2 separate regions of the Ovis aries genome follow, and region 2 is linked to region 1. Evidence: chromatin contacts called from public Hi-C data. All regions are on one chromosome and are shown on one strand. Each heading gives the region's core, a stretch centred on a gene start, on an enhancer-like site or on the middle of the called end of the contact. The rest is flanking DNA. Distances are from core to core; before and after follow the strand shown. Region 1 holds the start of JADE2 (jade family PHD finger 2). Region 2 overlaps JADE2 (jade family PHD finger 2).

What was found. Hi-C and Micro-C count contacts between places; a contact is called where the count stands out from the background.
Region 2: a Hi-C map of tail adipose tissue shows a contact between it and region 1, with 2.4 times the contacts expected there. The contact joins the enhancer-like site here to the promoter of JADE2 in region 1. A contact is called at or near these places in 5 of 16 Hi-C or Micro-C datasets (hypothalamus, liver, muscle and 1 more).

Annotation. Positions count from the first base shown.
Region 1 is chr5:43,698,194-43,700,893 of ARS-UI_Ramb_v3.0, reverse strand. JADE2 (jade family PHD finger 2) reads right to left here and starts at 1,414. Exons shown (of 12, transcript XM_042250530.1): 1 at 1,309-1,414.
Region 2 is chr5:43,747,104-43,749,803 of ARS-UI_Ramb_v3.0, reverse strand. JADE2 (jade family PHD finger 2) reads right to left here. Exons shown (of 12, transcript XM_042250530.1): 12 at 1-2,700. Among named protein-coding and RNA genes, the nearest start is that of SEC24A, 35 kb to the left of the region's middle. Within about 2 kb of position 1,358, at least 12 of the 54 cell types and tissues checked have an H3K27ac peak or open chromatin away from gene starts, as enhancers often do. A contact at or near this core is called in hypothalamus, liver, muscle and 1 more, where this site is marked.

The sequences.
Region 1 (2,700 bases), core at 165-2,664:
GGCGGGAGGAGCGAGGGAGGGGGAGTAGCCACTTTTTTCTTATTCACTCGGATCTCCACTCCTGACCCCCCCCCCGTCCACCCCCCCGCCCAGTTGTTTGGCTCCAGCAGCGGGTTCAGGTAGCGTTGCAGGCCTCCGGGTGGAGGGCACCCTGCTGGGCCGCCCTCTTGCCTGCACCTCGGGCCTGTACTCCCCACGGGCTCTGGGGCACCCCCAGCCCGCCCTGTCCCCAGGGCCGGGCCCAAGCGGCGGCTGCGCCCGTGCAAGTCCCATCAGGTCTGCTCACACTTCACACACTCACACACATACCCCGCCCCTCCACTCTCACTCACACTTTCTGCTCACACCCCGCCCCCTTCGCGCCCCAGACCGGGGCGGCGCCCCCCGCAACCTTTAAAAAAAAAAAAAAGCAAGCTTATACTTAAAAAAATCTTTTGGCGCCATATTAATGACGTACTTAAAATTTGCCATTTCTCCCTGCGTCAAAAAGACGTTTCTTTGCAAATAACAGCCTGAAGGCGACACTCGCGGAGGGAACGAGGTTTGCACAGAGCACCCCGCCTCCCGGGGTTCCAGCGCTGGAAGACCCTCGCTCTAGGCCCTGCTGGTTAAATCGCTGGTTTAAAAATGCGAAACGAATAAATCGCGTGGCGTTTTGCAGCGCCAGAAGTGAGCAGAAAGTGCTGGCAGGAGCGGAGGGGAGGGGCGCGCGCGAGTCTGGGGGAGGGGGCGCGGCTCTCCTCCCCCACCCAGAGCAGATGGAAACTAACATCCCGGGCTGGGGAAACTTGAAATTGTGGGCCACCTCAAGAAGGAGGGGCGGTCCGTAGAGAGGGTCCCTCTCGGTTTATCGCCCCCTCCCCCCGCCCGAGTGCCTCCGGGCACCCGGCTTAGCCCCGCATTTCCGGGGGGTAGAGAACGCAGTGATGGGTGAGTGGGTGGGTGGCTGCACGTCCTGGTTCCAGTAGGAGTTTGCCCGAGGGTATCCACTTCCCCCTTGCTCCTTCCCACTCCCCTTAAAGGGTTAAAAACCAAGGGGCAACTTCCAAGGATTGGCACTTGGCGAGGAAGCGGGGCGCCCCTCTCCCCACCCTTCGCCTCCTCGCCCCTCCTCCTCCGGCTCCACTTCCCGACTTGACCTTGTGGTGCACAAACAGTTCGCTGGGATCCTCGCAGTTTCTGGAAGAAGAGCTTGCGCTCGCCAGGCAGGCGGGCTGTCGGGCGGCTCTCGGGCGCTGGCGGGGCCTTGGGTCCGTTCCCGGAGCCGCGGGCCACACCCACCCAGCCCGCTGCGCCCGCCGCACTCACCTTCTCTCGAGGAAGGAGCCTGGCTGGCCTTCTGGATGGGGAGAAGTGGGGGGCAAACTGCAGCCTTCTCAGATGCTCCCAGCTAGGGAAGGGGTGGTCTGGACTCAGGCGGGGTTTGGGGGAGGGGGAGACCTGGGAGCCAGGCCCAATATCCTCAAAGCATCATTGCCAACTTTTTCTAACCCCTCCTTTTTGGCTATCCCTCAAACATGATCCAATAATTTCTTCAACCTCACCTTTGACTTTGAAGGCACGTGGGTGAGTTGTGAACTGAAACAGGAACCGCCTCCCCTCTCCAAGACTGAAGGTTGTTTATCCTTTCTTTTCCCTCCACCCCTTCTGTGGAAAGATAAATATTCAATTTACATAAGATGACATTTATGTGACAATTAAGAAGATTCCCTGATGGAATGTTGTGAACACATTTGCTTATAGGAGAAATAAATCCAATAATAAACAAATTCATAATAGCACAAATCCTCAGACAGGGCGGATTGTCTACACAACAAAGAGGGAGATGATGGATGCTGAAATAAGCACTTTTTGCCACAGGAAAGAAATACGAGCTCCAAGGGAGTCACTGCAACATTTCTCTTCCATGGCCTCCATTCACAAAGTCTAGGGAAGTTTGCCAGCAAGATTGAGGGGCTGGGTATCACCTCCCAATTAGATCTGCTCCAGCGTTCAGTAGTCAGTTGGTAGGTTTTCTGAACCTCAAGCTCAGCGCCCAGAAACAGGTGTCCCAGACTGTGAGCATGTAACAAAATGGTTAAATAGGGAGGCTCTAATTCTGGCTCTGCAGTTCCAAGGCTGCTTCATATGGGCAGGTGAATTCATCTCTGGGTCTCTTTCTCCTCTTCTGTAGAATGGGGTGGTTGGAGGCTTCCTGAGGCCATATATATATATATATATATATATATGGACTATAACTGTATAGCAGGGTCTGACTCAGTGTATACGGTGCACATTAGCACTTTTCCTGGTGCCTACATTTTGGAAGGGTGCAAATACACTCCCTGAGAGCTGTTAGCACTAAGAAACTGAGGGACATATACAAGATTTCCCACTGTGGGCCAAAGGGAAGGCCAGGAAAAAAACTGAATGATTGTGGACTTCATGGTCAAGGTCCAGATGGTAGCTGCATATCTGAGGTGAGAGTGGAGGTACCAAGATACAGTGGCACAGTTGAAGGGAACTGCTCTTGTTAGAGCTAGTTGTAAAGGGTTTACATGTAGGAGAGGACTGGACAGGCTCCTCCTCTTAGCCATCCTGATCCCATGGCAAGCAGTTATTAAATGACCTAGAGGAAGAAGAGGGAGTGAATGACCATTTATAGGGCACCTGATCTGGGCTGTGGACTGTTAGTCATCCTCCTTCATCCTCAGGAAAACT
Region 2 (2,700 bases), core at 109-2,608, 49 kb before region 1:
ACGAGGATTGCAGAGGGGGTCCTGAAGCCACAGGCTCCAGTGAGGGCTAGGCTCTGGAAACCCCCATGAGTGAGCAGGACAGGATGGGACTGGGAGCTACGTGGGGGCAGGACCACAGAATCATGCAGGGCACGCGGGCACTGGCCACCCCGAGGCAGCCATACATTCTATTGCTCGTTAAGGGTAGCGAACATGGACAATGTACAAAAAGGAGAAATAGGTTTTTGCGTTAATGAAAAATACATTTTTTTTTCTACAAAGGAATCTTTCCTAATACAAGAAAATAAATATTGCAACATAAGCCAAAAATAATTTAAAATTGCTCTTTTCAATATATTTTCAATATTTCTCTTGTATATTAACAAATGGCACATCAACTTTCTTTGAAACAAAGACAGAAGGTGTCTCCTCCTGTGACATTCATATCACCCTCCCACCCCGAGCCGATGTGGAGCACAGAGTGTTGTGCGTCTGAGGGACAAGGTGGCAGGAAGTGCCTTAAAGAACAACCAAAGGTCCTGGACTCCAGCCCTGGCTCTTTGGCCAATGTGGCCAGCTGGGCCGGGGCCATGGGAAGTGGCCTCCCCAAGGGCCTTGTTACAGGCATCCAGACCATTCTGCAGAGCTTGGGGTATAGGCAGAGAGGTTGGCCACATCTGGCAGTAAGGAAGGAATGCCAAGTCCAGCTGCTGCCAATGTCTGTCAGAACTAGGCATGTGATTCTCTAGAAACTGCCCTGGCAAGTCCCACTGTGTGCCCATACGTGACACACAGACACACATGCACATGGACACACAAGACGTGCCCTGGCACAAACTCACACATCCACAGCCCAACACCCACGTTTGGAAACCTGGGTGGCTTCTCCAGGGAACCTGAGACCTTCACACTGCAAATGTTCACACACTGTCACCAAGTCAGAGCTCATTTAATAAAATAAACCCTTCTAACCTTTCTTCTCTGCGTTTGTTCTAAAATACATTTATGATCCATAAAAATACTTTCCTTGCACATTATCCTTTCTCACTGTGAGAAGGGGGAAGGAGGTGGGCAGCAGGGACCAGGAGAGTGGTAAAGACCGCCGGGCCAACTTCCAGAGCAGCTTATGCCTCCAGTAAGTGTCTGCAGATACGGTTGCGTGAAAGACGCACCTCAGCCTCTAGGCTGGAAAAGGCCTCCTGCCACCTCCCCAGCTTCCCATCCTGACCTCAAAGGCAGCAAAACCACCTGTACGGTGGATGGGAAGCCGCAGAGTGAAGGGGCTGTGCTGGCAGCAGGAAGGCCAGTGGTGAGGGCCAGTGTCCTTGTCTTCTTTGCAGCCTGGCAGGCGTCCCAGTAGTGGACAGCTGGCTGGCAGACAAAGCTCTTGGGTCTGGCCTGGCAGGCCCTGGGCAGCCAGCCTTAGAGGCACCCGGACTCCGTGCAGGACACGGGACCCCAGGGATAATTCAATTCAAAGCAAGAGCCAACTGAGAAGTGGGTTGAAATCTAGAGGCCAACTTGAGTAGAGGCCCTCTGCTGGTCTCCTGGCCTGGCCCACCCAGTCCAGACCCTGACCAGACCTACCACCTGCCTGCCCTGGTCCTATGCCCTACCTCGCCCCCAGAGCGCCCAGACCCTGCCTCAGGATGGATGAAGGGTAAGCAGGCTAGTGCTGAGTCTACTGGACCTGAGCACCCCACCTCCCGGCAGAGTTTGGTTGTTCTTTAAAGCTGGTCCCTTTGCTTCCTGTGAGGTCAGACCAGGCAATCCAGCACAGACAAGGTTGTTACCCGAGGTGACCCGAAGCACGGGGAAGGAAGAAGATCTGTTCAAAGGCAGTAAACAGAGAATGGGGTTAGGACGCTGCTGCTGACGCTGCACTGGCCACTACTACCAAGGCGCCAGGCAGACCAAACTCTACACAGTAGCTCATGCCATCCCAACGCCCAGAGTCCTCGAAGCCCACTCTGAGTCTGCTCCGACTGGACACATCTGTCCAGCCCTTTAAACTTAGTCATTATCTTTGTTTCCTGTTTTGATAAAACTCACATGAAACTCAGTGTCCATGACCATGCCACTGCCGTACCTTGAAAGTCTTGAGTCGGGGATGGGTGCTCAGCCTGCTCCCTATCCCACTGATTTGCGCTTTGTGTTATGTGAGGGGGATCCCCATGGTGAGACTTTTGCCACGCTGGTTTCACCGTCAGTCTCCTCGTGCAGAGTTTTAGGGTTCAGGAGAGCTCACAGTGGGCCCAGGATCCAAAATCCAACACCAGCAGCAGCAGAACAGCATCCTTGTCCGAGAGCTTGGGCTCACCTCCTTGGGTGTGTGCAACGAACATGTTTCTACACTTGGTTGCTAAAGAACTCCATTTTTAAAAAAAGTCCAAGTGACAAGTTGTCAGGTCCTGGCTGTGCTGTATTATGGTCAAAATATTCTTTGGCATCCACAGAATGATTCGACTGATTCACTGGACTTTTGCAAGGTTCTTGTTGGAGAAGTTCTGGCTTTACCAGTGGCAGAAGTGACCCAGGAGTAAGTCATAAAAGAAAAAAAAAAATGTTTTCACTGAATTCCTTTTTGTTTTTCATTTGTTCCCTGAGCTATCACCCTGGGGCCACTCCACTGAAACTCTTCAGAGCTACTACCTGGGACTTAGAGGGTGGAGCGGAGAAGGCAGGATGGTGACGGTGGGGAGGGAGGGGCTGGAAGGGCAC